Linked DNA regions of Triticum aestivum: region 2 is linked to region 1. A link is a contact called in public Hi-C data. All regions are on one chromosome and are shown on one strand. Each heading gives the region's core, a stretch centred on a gene start, on an enhancer-like site or on the middle of the called end of the contact. The rest is flanking DNA. Distances are from core to core; before and after follow the strand shown. Region 1 holds the start of LOC123112394. Region 2 holds the start of LOC123112395.

Region 1 (6,130 bases), core at 2,086-4,585:
GACCCGTCGCCGCAGCCACAGGGGGACAGCACACCGGGACAGGGCGGGGAGGGGGAGAAGGAGCCTCAGAATTTGACCCGGAGCCATCCGAATCAAGCGCCCAAAACTTATTAGCCCGGAGAGGGGCGATGTGACCAGAGCGAGAAGGGGAGACCAGAGAGGAGAGGGGAGCGGCACACGACGCCGGAGCGGAGCCCGGAGGAGTCCGCGGAGGGGAGGAAGGAGGGGAGGTCGCACGGGGCAGGGACGCCGCCGGGACGGAGCCAGAAGCAGGCGTCGCCACAGGGGGAGGGGGGAGAGGGGGGGAGAGGAGAGCCATCGCTTTGATATTCAACAATCCCATCCAAAAACCTGATTATAGATAATTTACTCTTTTTTAAGATATCAACAACTATCAATGTGCTAATGTCTTTCATTCTTCGTTTCTCTCCATAGAATTAGGTGATCTGACAAACCAACAATCAAATGTCGCGGGAGGAGAAGATTTGATCATGTTCATGGACACGATCATACGCCCCAAGCCAGCCAACCTGTGTATTTTAAGACTAGTTGTGGTAGTCAAAGTGTAACATATTGAAATTATTTCATGAAAAATTCTGAAGAGACATACACGGATATAATAAAAAGTTTGTAGGACCGAATGAAATAATCATAGACTCAATGTCAAGACAAAGCCTAAATGTATGAAATCCCAAAGATAATAGATGGACATGCCAAGTTGGTTTGTTCGCACACGTGATTTTGCCTATATTGGCCTCCGACGCTTTGCTCAATCGTCTCGACGAGCATGGTTATAATCATTTTCATCACAAAAAGAAACAATTATAATTATTTTTTAGTCACCTTCATTGCAGGGTCATACAATGCTTAATGACATGAGTAATAGTGTGAAGCAGAGTAATAAAACATGAGTGCAGTACATAATGGGACATGTCCCTAAATCTTCAAGAATTAATTACACCCGTGGTACATAAACTTGCAGCATGGTATGCCTGATTTTGAACACCTCGTAAAAGTGGTATAACAACTCCGGTTCGGGTCTGCAAGGGAATACAATTTTCACTCAACCCCATAAATCATGAACATGCATAATTGACTTGATAAAAACAGAAACCCTACTTTGTTTAGGTACAAAATCAACCTAGAGACGACACTTGGAGATATTTTAATCAAATCACCCTGCATACCCTTCTCTCTCTCGCACAAGTCTGTAACCCTATTATTTTCCCCCAAATTCAGCACATAAAACCGCCACTACACCGGCGTTTTCTGGCCACTGTTTCTTCAAACTCCTTGGTTTCAACAAGATTGTTCTGTTGAGACGAAGGCCTGGATGTAGCAATGGATTTTGCTCACGACGCGCTGTGGATGGATGTAGAAGAAAGTGGCGCTGATTTCTTCAAGGGCCGACTTTATTTAATATATGGTCTTTGACCTTTTCAAGAAAAAAAGTCTAGCACGAAGATGCGTGTAAGACCTAATTGACCAAGAAACATGGCAGCGCTACAAATATGCAATACACATAATTTAGCGATCAACTTGACAACTCGTGACGCGATCATGATCGTACAATGCGATTTTTTTCACACGTACACTAATACACAGGGTGATATTTCTTTTGTCGTGGATATACATAGTGTTATCTTGTTACTGGCTATCATGCCAATTGTATTTTGGAAAGATCCAGCAAATTGCTAGCTTGATTTAGATTTAGCAGGAAGTAACGAAACATAACATGATGAAAATCCGAAGATCAAAGAAAAAGAAAAACAGCAACCCTATTGGTTGCAGAACAACACTACACTCCATGAAACACCATCCAACCAGTACAAGGCAGCGCAACTTCGACTCTGATGGTCACGAGTCCCTCTGACCGGATCCACCTTCAGGACGATGCCCCAAGAGAGAAAGCGACGCCGAATAGCGCCACCATCGTCCGATCTAAACTAGATCAAGGGTTTTCCCCGGAGCACGTCGTGAAAGGCAAGGTGGGAGCTGCTACATCGATGCCTCCAACAAGGGAGCGGCACCGGAAGGCGCCGCCATCGACGACTCTGGCCATAACTGGAGTACGACTTTTGCCGACAGTCCCACCTACATAGCCTGAGCCCAGAATCCGATCAGCCTACACACCGACCACTACCTCTGCCTCCACGGCCAACCTCACCTCTTCGGCAAGCTCGACATGCTTCCAACCTTCCGTCCACATCCCCCACTGGACGAAGGATGCAACCCCCGCAGCAGCGCCATTCTTCTCCTATCGAAAGGATGCAACCAAGCAGGACGCCATTCGTCTTCTCGAGGATGCAACGCATGCGGGCCATTCATCTCCCGACGAAGGATGCAACAACCACCGCGACACCATTCCTCTTCCTCGAGCCACCACCATCTCGTCCTCCGCAGCAGCGTTGAGCTCACCAAACCACCAAACAGGAGGATGCAACATCAAGCAAGGTGCCATTAATCTCCCACAACTTCGTCCGCACGGCTAGCGGCGTCAACCACATCGCCACCCGAGCCGCCTCCAGACCCCTAGCCGCCAGGGCACCAGATCCGGCCGCACCCAGCTAGGGGCCGCCACGCAAACCGCTTGGGACAGTCACCTCCGGGCCTCCGGCCGCCCTAGCGCCAGATCCGGCCGGCGAGGCCTGTCAGATCCGGCCGCTCCAAGCCAGCCAAGGGACCCCAACACGCCCGCCGGATCCGCCGCTGCCCGCTGCATCACAGGCCACCAACTCGCCGGATCCGCCATACCGCCGCCAAGGGCGCCCGCTGCAGCAGCGAGCCACCCTACCCCCGTCGCGCACCGGTGACTGCGCCCGATCCGCGCAGCCCCGCTTCGCCTCCACGCCCCCGCGCCAGATCCGCGCACGACTCATCACGCCCGCGCCTGTAGCGTGCTATGGCATTCGAATGGGATATGTTCAGTATGCATACAGTAAACTAAGATCAAAGATCCCCTAGGGTAAAACTAAGAGCACAATATTTTTTCTCAAGAATGATTGAATGGTTAGAAAGACAGTGATATCCTTGGTCAATCATAGTTTAACTCCTGATGCTCGCATTTATGTCAGCTCAGTTTCTCGAAGGTGCTTTAATGTGCGTGTGTGCGTTTATAGAGATGAGTATTGTTACCCTAAAAAATGAGTGTATGTATTGCGTCTGATACTGTGTCAAGAAAAAAGAATGGACGACCAAACAGCCCTGAAAAATATGAAAATGAAAAGAAAAAGACCGGCGGAAAGCGGTCGCTTAACCACACCGCGCGGTGAAGCGACCCGATCGTCAGGCCTCGAAGCGCGCGTCGTGTGATATGAGAGCAGCGTCAGGCGCCAGCCCAAACCCACCACCGCAACCCCCACACGCGCTGCACGCCTGTGACACCCCTCGCCGCAGCATCATCGCCCCTGCAAGTGACCGCTGGCCGCGTGCGCCGTCCCGTCTCCTCCTCCCACGCCGGCCGCCGCCCCCCACAAACATTCCGCGCCGCGCACAGTCGAGGCTCCTGCGCCGCCCCTGCAACCCCGCGGGGAGGCGCCCGGTGCCGCTCGCTCGGCATTAAGCCCTGCGTCGCCATTTTATTAGAAAAAGAAACAGAGGAGGGAGCAACCGCTCGGTTTGGTTTGGTTTCGCGGCTCCCGGCTCCCGCTCGCGTCGCAGGGACCGAGGCGGCCACTGCAGGAGGAAGAACCCCGGTGAGGACAGCCGCTCTGCCCCCCTTCTCGCCACCCCCCTCCACAAAACCCATCCCCGAATCCCTGCTGCTGCGCAGTGGGGAGTTTCCCGTGCTGAAGTGGTCGGTTCTAGATTTCCTTTTGCTGCATTGGTTCTTCTCTTTCTTCTCTCCTCTTCGTACTAGCTAGTTCCGTCGATGTGCCTGTGGCAAGGGATCCGGCGTCCATTCAGTGCTAGATAACCATGGCAGCGGATCCGGCATTCCTTCTTCCCTGTTCTTGCTCCTGTTCCTGTAATGGGTGTGCAATTTCCATGGCAGCTACCTCATCTGGTGAGCTCCGTTAGGCCAGGCATCTTGAATACGGATTTAGGTTCTGTTGGTGTCCGCATTTGTGAAATTCAGTTATTCAGCTATCTGATAGAAAGAAAAAAAATCTCTGTCCATTCGTAAAATTCAGTTAGTCAGCTATCTTATACTGTATTTTCCCCTGGACATTCTTGAACTTCTTCGTGGTGGATTGCCGTGGCCGTTTGCTTGCAACCATATGGATCGGAGTAGTGCACTTGCATACTCTCTTGCTTCGCCTGGTGGCTGGAAATTCCGGGCAACGACTAGGACGCGTCCATTGTTCTTAGAGTCAAGTACTTCGACAGTGCCGAGTTTACATCTGGTGCAGCTTGTCAGATCTCCCCTGTAGTCCAGTTTCGGTACAGCTTTGTGTCCAATTGGGAGTCGGGACCTCATTCTCCATCCAATGCAATCCAGTCCAACGGTCGTACACCCTCACCGCGCCCCACCGCCATGTGCCTCCCAACCACCTCCCTCCCCCTCAAGTGAATTGCACTAGGAGACACATTACCTGTACTGAAATCTCTTGTTGCTGTTGGGCATTAATTTTGTTGGTTAGATGTGTCTTTTGGTGTGTGTTTTGCCTAGCTGTCCAGATCTCGAGGCTTGATAGAGAGTACTAGCTGTTTGATCCAGTTTCTTTTACACTTTTACGGCATGAACAATTGCTTCTTACTTATGGTAGTCGGTAACAAATGAGTTAGTCAAGTGAATGCCTTACTGAAATCCGCATTTTATGTTGAGTACAGTGGAGGTTACTTGTTTGCTCTGAAATTCTACTGCACTGTCTGCACAGGTCTACACAAACTTCACATTTTTTTTCAGTTAAAGCTCGTTATATGCAATCGTTTTCCATGTGCCCCTTGCCATGGCATAATCATCATGATGGCCCTTCCTGGATGTCACTTTCTCTATCATGCCTATTGCTCACTCAAGCTGCTAGGCATTTGCTCATGTTACTAACTTTGTTAATGTTCTGTCTAGGTATCAAGTTTCTAGTACACTCAAATGGGTGCTAGGGAGAACGGGGAAGAGAGAAATGACCAATCAACTGATGTGGAAGTGGAACGAGATGCTAAACTAGGGAAGGAAGCTGAATCAGACTATGAAGCAGCTAGAGACTCCTTTTCATCTCAAGGTGAGTCTAACAGCAATGAAGATACTAAAGCGAAAAGAGTCTCAAGGGTTCCGAAGAAGCTAGCAAAAAAGGACACCAAGCCAAACAGCCCACGTCTGGCCAGAACTAATTCCACTCGTCTAGTCAACAAGAAGCTGCAATATATTTCACCAAACAATAGTCCGAACAAAGCACCGAAGCCAAGCAAAGTGGCTAATGGTGTTAAAACTGTTGAAGTTCAAAGACCAGAAACTGTGGAAGTTACTTCTTGTCCTTCATCTGATGTGTCTGAGGAAACAAATGATAAAGCTATTGAGGGCAGAGCCACCCATGATAAGTCCACCGAGGGCAGGGCCAATGATAATAAGACCACCGAGGGCAGGGCCGATGATAATAAGGCCACCGAGGGCACAACTGCTGATGATAAGGCCATTGAGGGTGTAGAGACTGATGATAAGGCCATTGAGGGCGTAGCGACTGATGATAAGGCCATTGAGGGCGTAGCGACTGATGATAAGGCCATTGAGGTTATAGCGACTGATGATAAGGGCGTTGAGGGTGTAGAGACCAGTGATACAGCCATTGAAGAAGCAAAGGAAATTGATGTCTTAGACGAAGCTCCGAAATGTGATCAGAGTACTGGCACTGATGATGAAATTGCTGATACTGAACAGAACATACTTGATGATGACAACTCAGTAGCATATGAGAAGAATGATGAGAAGATTGAGGAATTAGAATCAAAAATTGAAAAACTGGAGCAAGAGCTTCGTGAAGTTGCTGCCCTTGAGGTTTCTCTCTACTCTATTATGCCAGAGCATGGATGTTCATCACATAAGCTGCATACGCCAGCTCGGCGTCTGTCTAGGTTATATATCCATGCATCAAAGTTTTGGTCCCCAGATAAGAAAGCTTCTGTTGCAAAAAACTCTATTTCTGGGCTTGTGCTTGTAGCAAAGTCTTGTGGCAATGATGTTTCAAGGTAAATA
Region 2 (5,914 bases), core at 2,332-4,831, 280 kb before region 1:
CTGCAGCAGCTTTATCCGCTCACCCCCTTTCAGCAACAAACCCCTTTCTCGCCCCCAAATCATCTTCCTCCTCCTCCTCCCCATGACGGCGACATGTCCTCCGACCCAACCGCAAAAGCCGAGCCGCTCGCGTGCGGTTCTCTCCAACCCCATGCTCCCACAGCAGCTCCACCATCGCTAGCTCGGAGACGAGCAATGGCAGTCCTCCTACTCGCGGCGGCCGCGTCCGTCCTGCTACTTCTGCCGCCGCCGCCGCCGGCCGCCGCGCGGTCCGCCGCGCCCGCCCGCGTCTTCTCCGTCGCGGACTACGGCGCGGCCGGCGACGGGTCGCGCTACGACACGGCGGCCATCCAGGCGGCCGTCGACGCCTGCGCGGCGGCGGGGGGCGGCCGCGTGCTCCTCCCGGCGCCCGGGGACTACCTGACGGCGACCGTGCGCCTCCGCTCGCGCGTGGTGCTCGAGGTGGCCCCCGGCGCGCGGCTGCTCGGCGGGACCCGGCAGCGGGACTACCCGCCCGAGTTCCGCCGCTGGTACGTCGTGCTGGCCGAGAACACCACCGGCGCGGGCGTCACCGGCGGCGGCGAGATCAACGGCCAGGGCGGCGCCTTCGTGGTCACGCCCAGCGCCCAGAAGAACGTCATGGTCAGCTGGAACGCCACGGGGGACTGCCTGGGCGACGAGTGCCGCCCGCGGCTCCTCGGCTTCATCGACTCCAAGGACGTCGCGGTCCATGACATCACCCTCAACCAGCCGGCCTACTGGTGGTGAGCACTTCTTGTTCCCTCACTTCACTCTGATCGTACTCATACAACATACTGCCACTGGCGAAACCTCGAAACTGATTGAACAAATGCAGTGTACTCATGTAAATGTACTGACTTGTCCAATCCTTTCACTCTGTCTGAAGACTTCTGAACTCTAATGATACTAGAATTAGTTAAGTACACACATCACATTCACCGTTGTCATTGTTATTTTTGTTTATTTTTATGCTCAAAATCAGTTGTTGTTATTGGTTTTACTCGTTGAAGGTTCACCACAAACAAATCGATGTTTACAATTTAGGTAGGATAGGCGAAATTATGTCGGTGATACTTGATATGCTTGCATTCTCTGCAGCCTGCATCTTGTCAGGTGTGACAACTCGGTGATCCGCAATGTCTCTATATACGGGGACTTTGACACTCCTAACAATGACGGGATTGACATTGAGGATTCAAATAACACGATCATCGCCGATTGCCACATAGACACCGGAGATGATGCAATCTGCCCGAAGTCTAGCACAGGGCCTGTTTATAACTTGACAGCGACAAATTGCTGGATCCGTACTAAATCATGCGCTATCAAATTTGGAAGTGCAAGCTTTTTCAACTTTGAGAAGCTGCTCTTTGATAACATAACTATAGCTGATTCACATCGAGGACTTGGAATGCAGATCCGTAATGGAGGTATTGATCTTTTGCTTGCAATTGCCAATGCACCATCATACTATTAGGTTTTTTTTTTACATCAATAAGACTTTGTTTCTCAAATGATAGACATGTCATTTACAAGAAGTTGAGAATTAAAATCGGGGATAGAACTTTCCCAAAAATCAGAAGACCTGTACTATAGGAGTGGCTAGCTAAGCGATCAGCTACCAAATTTGCTTCACGAAAGCAATGCTACCGTCATACTATTAGGTGGTATAAGTGAATATCTTATTTCAAAAAGCTGCTATTTTGATTGCAACTTTGTGGCACGGGAGGGGGGGGGGGGGGCACCACCCCCTCTCCCCTCCTAGCCCAAGCAATAGGTAATAATTAACAGGTAGTGCTTGGGCTTAAATTTGTCTCTGGATAAAGTGTTGAATTGGTTTGGCACCTTGAAATTTTACATACAGTATGTTGTACTTTGAGCTATTGCTTTAATTAGTGGGTCATTTAAGCATCCTGATTTAGAGATACATAATTTTGCAGGGAACGTTAGTGATGTGATATTTTCAAATATCAAAATGCGCACTAGGTACTACCATCCTTCATGGTGGGGGAGAGCTGAACCGATCTACATCACTACCTGTCCAAGGCACCCTGATTCCAAAGAAGGCACCATTTCAGATGTTCGCTTCATCAACATCTCATCAATATCAGAAAACGGTGTTTTCCTGGCTGGATCGAAGCATGGCTTGCTTCGCAACTTGAAGTTCCAGAATGTCGACCTGACCTACAAGAGGTGGACAAACTACACTGGGGGCCTGTATGACTACAGACCTGGATGTCAGAAGATGGTGAAGCACAAGACTGGCGGTATGATGCTGGAGCACATCTCAGGCCTGGAGGTTGACAATGTCAGCATGAGATGGTGGAGAGGAAGCCTGAAAGGGTGGGATGTTAACCCGCTCCTCTTCCGGCCATCCACTATTGACGGGCTGTCGTTCCACGACTTGCAGTCGCTGGATGTTCAATAGCAGACCAGCTGAATCTCACCCTTATGTCGATATGTATCATGTATCCACGATGAATAAGCCACGATTCTTGTGTCATATCTTTAAATAAAAGATCCCAATTCAAAACAGCACACTTTGTTGATTTCTGCTGTCTGCAAACATGGGGTATTCTTTTGGGAAGTGTATAAATAAACGATCCAATCCCAAACAGCATGCTGTACTCATTTCTGCTGTCTGCATATATGGAGGAGATTCCCTGGCTGGGCTGTGTTCTGTTCTTGAATTCAAGACTGTAAAGCTGATTCAATGTGAGCCGATTTGCACTTGTCAGTACTTGTTCAAGTGAACCTTCCACCTAAAATGGACGAATATTGAAGCTTAGTATGCTGTGGCAGTTTGAAAGAGTTGATTAATACCTTGTGTTTTGCCCTATTTTTGTCATACTCCAGAATGATTTCTCCCCTATGAAAAGCCAAGTCAAGTAGATGGAGCTATCATCCATTTTTCAGATGTGAGCGTAGAAGTTTCTAGAACTTTTTTTACTGATATATTGACAAAGGAATTTCTTATCAGTATTTGAGATTAACTAACATCTGTTGCACAGTAGTTTTTGTTGAAAAAATATGGCCAGCTTTATTAAATCGCGACTCGCAAAAGAACAGCCGTAGTACCAAGGTGAAGAGCCGACCAAAATCTAGGAAATAATTCACATGTGTAGCTATTTTTTATAAAACAATCTTAAAGCATATTCTTGTGCATTTTTACATATAAAGTTCTTAATTTTTTTGGAGAGGGTAGAACTATAGTATCTGAGTGAACAACCCGAGTAAATGTACTGTAGTAAATGACACACAAATCTAATATTGAAAAAACATATGCTTGAAGCACATTCACATCTCATTTGGAGAGGGAATTCTCATCTTTTTTTTGGCAGTCCTTAGTTTTTTTTTCGGCAGTCCTTAGTGAAAATATTACTTTTTTTTAGACAAAGTGAAAATATTACTTTTTTTTAGAAATAAGTGAAAATATTACTTGCTACTACTACGTTCCAACCTCCGGCCCACTAAAGATCACCCACTTCTTCATAGCGTAGCCCAACTCACTGACCAAGTCCAGCCCACTTACACCACTCTCTGCACTCTGCAGCGTCCACACCCCAGCCAGCCTCCTCGTCTCCGCAGATCAGCAGCCCCCAAATCGGCGACCCCTCGCTCTCTCTCCGATCTCCAATCCTCCACCTCGCACACGCGCACCAACCGGGCACGATGCGGGCGATCTCGTCGGCGGCGGGAGGGATGCTGCGGGCGCGGCTGCGCGCGGCGGTGCGCCTCCGCGGCGGGCACGGCGACGGCGGGGGCCGCTGGACGACGCCCGGCCACGAGGTGCGGCCCAAGGGGTACCCGATGAACCGCACGCCGCCGCCGCCGGGCGAGTCGCGCAAGTGGGAGGACTGGGAGCTCCCCTGCTACGTCACCTCCTTCCTCACCGTCGTCATCCTCGGCGTCGGGCTCAACGCCAAGCCCGACCTCACCCTCGAGACCTGGGCGCACCACAAGGCGCTCGAGCGCCTCCAGCAGCAGGAGCTCGCCGCCGCCTCCGCCTCGGCCGACGCCCTGTCCGAGTGATCCGCGCGCGCGCGCCCCAGGTCTTCCTCCAAGCCTAGGTCGCTTCTGTTCTGTTTTGCTTCCAATAAGGGTTGGTTGTGAACTTGTGATGTACCAATCTGATATTGATGGGACCTGGGCGGAACACTATATTTCTGTTTCTGTTTTGTTGTTGAAATTTATCTGATGATGATGGCAGATACCGTATGCATTTCGAAATGCCCTGTGGTGTCCCAAACATTTTGAAATGCCTCTGCATTGTATTGTCTTGTGTATCCCTTATTTATTTCCTTGGGCATGATTTGCTACATGCTTTTGCGAGCGTAATTAGGACCGATTGTACCTGTCTCTCTTTGCCTGAAATGACTTGTTGCAGAAAATAAATAAATCAGTTGTCGCATTGAACAGCTTGAAATGTTGCTTGCTTGTTAGAACTTACAAGTGATGTTTGCTTTCGGGGGGGCTTGGGTATTGCCTCTCTCTTTTTCTTTTCCAATGATAAGTGGACATTCTCTCAATAGAAGAAAGGTTACACGCAATGTGTTACTTCAGTAAATGATCAGGCTTAGCACATACTGTAAGCTTGTTCTTTATTTCTACTACTTGATAAAATATGAACAATTGGTTGGGTTGGTGTGATTGAAGTAGACTGTTGTTTCTACATTTGTTGCAAATTGTGATGAATCATGTTGTGTAACTCAGAGTTAAAATAGGTACCATGAACAGTCATGCACTTGAATGTTGCTGATCCTTAGAAGGATGTATGATCCCATCTATTTCTTGGCAGCATGGTTGGCGGTAAAATTGCTCTGCTTGTTGGATTAGTAGCTAGTTAGGTGTGATAGAAAATCAGGAGGTATATCTACTGCAGTTATTTTCCTTTCTGTTCATACTTTGCAGAGCTTATACATGCATTGATTTGTTTCATGTCAACTAGCCTATCAATTATTCAACACAAACCTTCTACACATGCACTATCACTACCAAGACACCATTAACTCTGAACAATAGTCTCTTCTTCTTAATCTGTACTTCATTGTGCAGTTAGTTTGGTATTATGCCATATTGAGGAAAGGAAGGCAAAGGAGTGAGTGCGTCTCAGGACACGAGGGTAGAGGGTAAAAGACTAAAAGGATATAGTGAAATCATCGACTTGCATGTGGCTGGGCTCATTCGCAGCTAGCCACGTCTCTGGTATATGGATTAGGGCAAAACTGGTTTATCCATTCTTGCTGAGATGGCGAAATAACATAAGACGCGTGTTCTTTGTAGGATACACTAGCAAATAACTATCCTGACACAAATAACAGGCCAACTCCAACTCCCAAACCAACCAAAGAGTATATGATATTAAGGATATCCTAGTAGCTTCCCTACATAGTTTGTACAATGTCAAGGAGACCTTGCCTCATTTGTTGCTTTCTTCTCCAGCTGCCGCACGTGTTGGCTTACATGAGCTCTGGTACGTTGTACCCCGGAAGGAGTCCATATTATTAGAAGCCCTAAGTTTAGGTGACTTGTTTATCTAAATATTTGTGCCATGCCCAAGATGGTTTACCATCTCGTTTATCTTTGTCCACAAGATCATGAGCAATTCTAAACATGAAAACATTGAGATAATGCTTAAACAATGTTGTAGGTAGTGGTTAGTGGCATAGGACACTGGGAATGGCTGTTTCTTTTTTCCTTATGATCAATGAAGGAGTGTAAACTGTTAACCAGTACGGTAGTTTGTTCTGTTGGAGAAGTGGTTGGGGAACGATTGTGTGACTGCAAGAGAGGTCTCGAACTGAATAGACCGTTTCAGGGTTTCTGTGTTGTATCAGATGGAATCCTGCTGTAATAACTAGCTGGTATTTTGTGGAATGTCTTCTTACTGGTA

Evidence for each region. A called contact is a pair of places that touch in the nucleus more often than the background predicts.
Region 2: a contact with region 1 is called in a Hi-C map of leaf, with 3 times the contacts expected there. The contact joins the promoter of LOC123112395 here to the promoter of LOC123112394 in region 1. A contact is called at or near these places in 4 of 5 Hi-C or Micro-C datasets (leaf and an unstated tissue).

Annotation. Positions count from the first base shown.
Region 1 is chr5B:450,862,862-450,868,991 of IWGSC CS RefSeq v2.1, reverse strand. LOC123112394 reads left to right here and starts at 3,335. Exons shown (of 8, transcript XM_044533371.1): 1 at 3,335-3,695; 2 at 5,009-6,123. The coding sequence starts at 5,033.
Region 2 is chr5B:451,146,421-451,152,334 of IWGSC CS RefSeq v2.1, reverse strand. It overlaps LOC123112395, which reads left to right and starts at 3,581. Exons shown (of 1, transcript XM_044533372.1): 1 at 3,581-4,376. The coding sequence starts at 3,694. The coding sequence ends at 4,053. It overlaps LOC123112396 (exopolygalacturonase), which reads left to right and starts at 34. Exons shown (of 3, transcript XM_044533373.1): 1 at 34-764; 2 at 1,120-1,451; 3 at 1,962-2,556. The coding sequence starts at 94. The coding sequence ends at 2,449.